Linked DNA regions of Sus scrofa: region 2 is linked to region 1. Evidence: chromatin contacts called from public HiChIP or PLAC-seq data. All regions are on one chromosome and are shown on one strand. The core of a region is the stretch at or near the end of the contact, and the rest is flanking DNA. Distances in the headings are between cores, read along the strand shown.

Region 1 (2,700 bases), core at 168-2,667:
TTTAAAATGTAAGACTTGACTCTGTTAGCTCATGAAAGGATATTGAACCTTAAGCTATCAAGTTTTGTTTGTTTGTTTGTTTTTAGCATGGATTGCATCAGGTGATACATTTGGAATGAGGGTTAAAAGGTAGACGTGTCAAGATCCTGATCCCTAGGTAACACCAGAGGGGGACACTTAGGCTCCCAGGTAGGGGATTAAGATTACTGAGAATAAAGATTTCTGGCTACTTCAAAATCTTGACCAATTGGTACAATAAGGAAAAAAACCAAAACCAAACAAAAAACCAAACCTTTCAGCCAAAATAAAGTTTGAGCAAATTGGGTATCATGAGATGATTTGGAACGTTTTCGTTAAGCGCACATGCAGAAATTCCAACAGTGAGTGCTAATGGACTCCTAGAAGCGCTTCACAAGCATTGTATTTGTACTAGATAATTCACAGGAGAGAGAGGCAGTGAGCTAAGCCCGGTGTTAATTTCAAGCCACCTCCCTCTTTGTTTAAAGGAAACTCATGCTGCTTTATGGAATTGTCACATTCAGCGGTATTCTGTGTAGTTCTTTAATTTCCATTCCTCCCAAATGTCAGGTAGCTTTATCTAAACTAAGGCACATAGCCTTTCCTTTCTTTTTCTTTTGTTTTTGTTATGGATCACACTTGGATGCTGGGAAATGTCAGATAATGTTGGTAAACACATCACATTTGACATCTTTTTCCTTTTTGCTGTAGGTACACATTATTAAAGGACATTGACTATTCTCTTTCCAGCCCGCTGTGCAGACAGGGTTTTTTAATTCTCTACTTCCCCTCAAGAATGAAACATTTTCATATACTCCCAAAATGGAAAAAAAAAAAATCTGCATAAATTCAAAGGGTGAGGTATCAGCCGAAACTGTATCCACATGGAGCCTCTGACTCAAACATGTCAAAACAAGCAAAATCCATTTTGTTACCCATAAAAACCTGGAGAATAAACACATCTTTAAGGGTGAAATGAAGAGTCCAAGTGAAAGTAAAAATATTGCAGTCATTGATTTTGAAGCAGCCACGATGCTTAAAGGAACTTGGAGGGATTTTTGTTTTATTTAAGGATATGCAGCAAAAAGCTAAAAGCGTTCAGGAATGTTTCAGGGAAGCAGAAAGTTAATCATTGTGGTGACTTACCTAGTACAGGGCCATTGGCTACTGTAAAACCTTGGAACATCATTTCTGTACTTGTGTAGTTCCCTACAATGTAAATCCCACTTTCCAAGGTAGAATCCCTTCCTGCTGGGACCAGACATTTAATTTGGTTTCTTGAAATCATATGCACCTGGGAAAGATTGTGGTTTAGCCCTGCAAGCCAACGGGTGCGATGCCTCCCGTTCTCAGAGTGGACTGTGGCAGAGCTGTTAATAGCAGCTTCCTGAATCTCTAGCTTCCTTATTTTGGCAGACACATCAGCTTCCCGGGTGGGCCGGTTGGGAGTGTGATTCTGGGAGTCATTCCTGGAACTTAGCCTAAAGTCTGTTTCCTTGGCCTTTAGATGATTCTGTGAGCCACCCAAATCTCGTAATAAAACCCTTTCTGCTTGAAGTAAGTACAGTGGATTCTGTTATCACAACCAAGAATATTAGTATATCTGATAATTGCTCCTGTAGGATTGACAACACTGGCAGCCAGTGTCAACTGGGAGCAAACCAAATCATATAATAACAAGAGCAGAGGCATGAAGGGAATTGTTTTTAAAGGAGACAGAGATCTAACTAGTTTGGGCTGTATTAGTTTAATCTTGTATGGCCAACAATATTATTTGAGCATGAATGATAATGTCTTTTATTAATTTGGTGTCAAATAAGGCCCCTAATGTGATTTAGAGTGCTGATCTTGAAAATATTTTATTATAGAGATATTCTGACATTAATCTTTTGATAGTGGCATCTTATTTTTCTTAAATAGTAATAATTTCTACCTATATTGCTTCCTGACATATTGTGATTAGAGCCTGAGATAGTATACATCTGTATAGAGAATAAAATATTCATTGGGCATAGTAAAAAACCCAAACTACTTAGATGTTTTATTCTACCTTGGACCTCCAGAATCTGAAATTCTGAGATTAATGCCCAGGACACTGAATTTTTAACAACGTTGCATGTTCATTCTTAAGTATATTAACATACTAGGACCAGTGTTTGAGAATACTGAGAAAAAAGTGTTTTTAGAAATGCTAATAAATCTGTAATTGTTAAAATTTATTAATAAATTCACCACCTGGTTTTTAGTTCAATGACCTCCACTCTAAAAGTTAACTACTGCATATCAAAAAGATGTTTTTCCTCAGAGATGAGATTTTAATAGCTTTCTTAACTGTCTTTTAAAATTCACAGCCAGTGGTTTAAATATTCAAAACAAACAAAAATTCAACTTGCACCCGGTCATCTCTTCCTAACCAGTTTTGGGTCTTTTCCTGGTCAGTATAAGAGGAAAAATTATCCAGAGGAAACTGGAGCAATTTCTCAGTCTCTTCTGTCTAATTTAACATTTATTGAACACTTACTGTATACTAGGCATGATGCGAGGCTCTAGACATGAAGTGAAAAAAATAAAATAAAGGACCAGATTATCGCAAGGCCAGACAGATTTGATGCAAGGTGTGAAGGGCCGCGACAGTGTCTGCACATGCTGTGTAGGAGCGTAGACCAGTGACTCTCATGCTTG
Region 2 (2,700 bases), core at 129-2,628, 160 kb before region 1:
TGGCAGGTATGCGGTGTGTGTCTGTGTGTACACAGGCAGGGGTACACGGCTTCGCCAAAGCTGAAAACGTATCTCCATCAATACTGTCGTGGGGGAAGAAAAGCCACCATGGGAATCGACTCCACTTTTCTCCAGGGCTCTCGGGATTGTTTTTGCCTTTGCTCTCATCCTTTCTAAATCTCGTCCGCTATCATTGAGGCTCATTTTATATGTTGTTGAAGAAACACCAGCTCCATGGGAACTGTGGTCCTCCCTGCCCCTGGGCCCCTCTGGTACCTGTTTGGGTCGGAGCAACGGTAACAAAGGCCGGAGTCAAGGCCGTGTGCTCTCCAGAGAAGTTGGCAGGAATTTCCTGACACCACATGACACAGGCAGGGCTCTGCCCGTTTCAGCTCTGGCCAACCTCACAGGGCAGACAGATGGCCAGTGATGCTTCGCGTTTGCCCATGGGTCTCCATGCCCTGGCCCTTGCCTCTCCCAAAGCCAACTCCCTGGTAGAAGACAACGAAGCTTCTGGAGAAAGCAGGACTGTTGTCAGGCCATAAGCACAAGGGTCTGTGTCCCACTCATCTCTCCTATTTTTCCCTCCTCCCCACAAGGTATTCTACCCCAGATTTTTTTTTTTTCAATGCATCTTCTAATTCCATGACTGGCCAACCCTTAGTCCATGTGTTGTCACCTGCAGCTTCTTATGTCACACTCTGTGACTTTTCCCCAAGTGTTCCTGTTTCAGGAAAGGAAAATCAGCCTCTGGGTACATTAAACCATCAGGTTAGGTCTCAAGTTAGGTTTGTTTAGCTAAATAGTTGTCCTTGCTTATAGGAGTTAATGAATAAAACAAGGTCTGGATTTCACTAGTATCTTTGAACTTTACGTCTTGCATTTCACACCAGGAGCCAATTTCACGCTGAACTTTCCTATTTTAACACCTAAGATCAAAGAAAAAAAAAAGCCTTGTTTCAACAAACTAGCATGTAGAATGCAGCATTAAAATCTAAAACTGAGGCTAACTTCAGCTTCTCTGGTTTTCCCTTGCAGCAATGTTTACGTGTTTGATTTTTAATTTGAACATGTATCTCATAAGACCTCAGAAACAACAGAATACTGAATACCTGCGACAGAAAACAGGATCCGTGAGAAAGGGGAAAATTACACACAGGAACCCTAAGGCTCCTGATGTGTTGGGTTTTTTCCAGCTATAATACAATTTAAACTTGGAGAAAACCTATGTAAACTATCGCCTTTTTTATTTCTTAGAAGTTTCAAGTAAACAATTTTGCTTTGGTTTGCTTGATTTGGGGAAGAATGCTTAAAAGTGTAAAAGGCGTAAGAATCATTTGCAAGAAAGGAAAAATACATTCCATGACATATAGCCTAATGTTATCTGATTGCAAAATCACGGCTCGAGGGTTTTGACACCTCGAGAAGTTATTCACCTCATTGTCCTCAAGAATGAGTTTGTTTCTATTGGGAACATCTGTTGATCTAGTGAAGCCAGCAGCATCTCCATCCCGAGGCTGCAGCCCCTACTCTTTTTAGAATCAGAATGGATACATTTATCAACGGAGCTAATGAGAGAGGCCAGAGGTTGGGGTTTAGACGGGCGTGTTTAAATGACTAATACATTGTGCAATGGGGGGGGCAGGGTATGTGGTTTCCCCTTGTGGAGAAACATCAGTGAAGGGAAACTTGGCCATAGTGGTACCAAGAGAAGTCACGCTACAGAGTGAGGTGAATTCGAACAGAGTGATGAACTCAGGGAAATGCTTTCTCTGCGGATATTTCTAGGCCAGTACAGGAAGAATCGGAAAAGACTGGCTCTTTTATGTTCCTGCAGCATCCCCCAGAATTGGCCCTTTGTCACCAGGCAGCATCTTTGGCTGGTCTCCAGCGGTCTTCAGCAGCCCCAGAACCAGTCTCATGGAGTTCACCCCCATATGCCAGCCTTCAAATCTGCCCTCTGGGAATATGTCCCTGTCCCTTTTCCCAGGGATGCCCTAGGGGTTCTCCACTTCCTCTTGGTGAGTGTTTGAGGACATGGTGATCTCATCGGGGAATGAGCAACCCTAGGACTTCCTTCGTTTGCTCTGTCTTACTCTAAACACACAATTCCCTGATGACCTTGGTCAAATTTTAATCTATTTTATGCACTCAACTCAAGGACTAGTAAGCAAAACTAGAGTTATTGTGGGTTGTAGTCTTTGAGCCTGGAATTTGGCATGGGAATCTCTCTTTCGTGACCAAAGACTTTGGTTCTCTTGTTATGGGCAAGTATTTATGAAGTATATGCTGGGCAGTAGAAACACATCCGTGAATAACATGCAGTCCTTATTTTAGACAATCTCACAGCAGAGTGAAGAGGGATTAGGATGGGGGTTCTTGTCACAGCACAGTGGAAACGAATTCGACTAGGAACCACGGGGTTTTGGGTTCGATCCCTGGCATGGCTCAGCGGCTTAAGGATCCAGGGTTGCCATGAGCTGCGGTGTAGTTTGCAGATGCGGCTCGAATCTTGCATTGCTCTGGCTGTGGTGTAGGTCAGCAGCTATAGCTCCAATTGGACCCTCAGCCTGGGAACCTCCATATGCCATGGGTGCAGCCCTGAAAAAAAGCAAAAAAAGGAGGGATTAGGATGGAAGAAAAATGAGCATGTAGGGTCTTTTAACTTGGACAGTTTGGGTTGCAATGAAAAAGGGTGAC

Evidence for each region. HiChIP or PLAC-seq counts read pairs in DNA pulled down with a chosen protein or histone mark.
Region 2: an H3K27ac HiChIP or PLAC-seq map of alveolar macrophages shows a contact between it and region 1. The contact joins two enhancer-like sites. A contact is called at or near these places in 1 of 47 Hi-C or Micro-C datasets (embryonic fibroblasts) and 1 of 2 datasets of contacts at active chromatin or transcription factors (alveolar macrophages).

The regions. Positions count from the first base shown.
Region 1 is chr10:8,897,093-8,899,792 of Sscrofa11.1, reverse strand. All of the region lies in intron 2 of LOC102164422, which reads left to right. Among named protein-coding and RNA genes, the nearest start is that of LYPLAL1, 48 kb to the left of the region's middle. Within about 2 kb of position 1,417, at least 7 of the 83 cell types and tissues checked have an H3K27ac peak or open chromatin away from gene starts, as enhancers often do. A contact at or near this core is called in alveolar macrophages, where this site is marked.
Region 2 is chr10:9,057,574-9,060,273 of Sscrofa11.1, reverse strand. The region is part of intron 5 of LYPLAL1 (lysophospholipase-like protein 1); the gene reads right to left. Among named protein-coding and RNA genes, the nearest start is that of LYPLAL1, 110 kb to the right of the region's middle. Within about 2 kb of position 1,378, at least 9 of the 83 cell types and tissues checked have an H3K27ac peak or open chromatin away from gene starts, as enhancers often do. A contact at or near this core is called in alveolar macrophages, where this site is marked.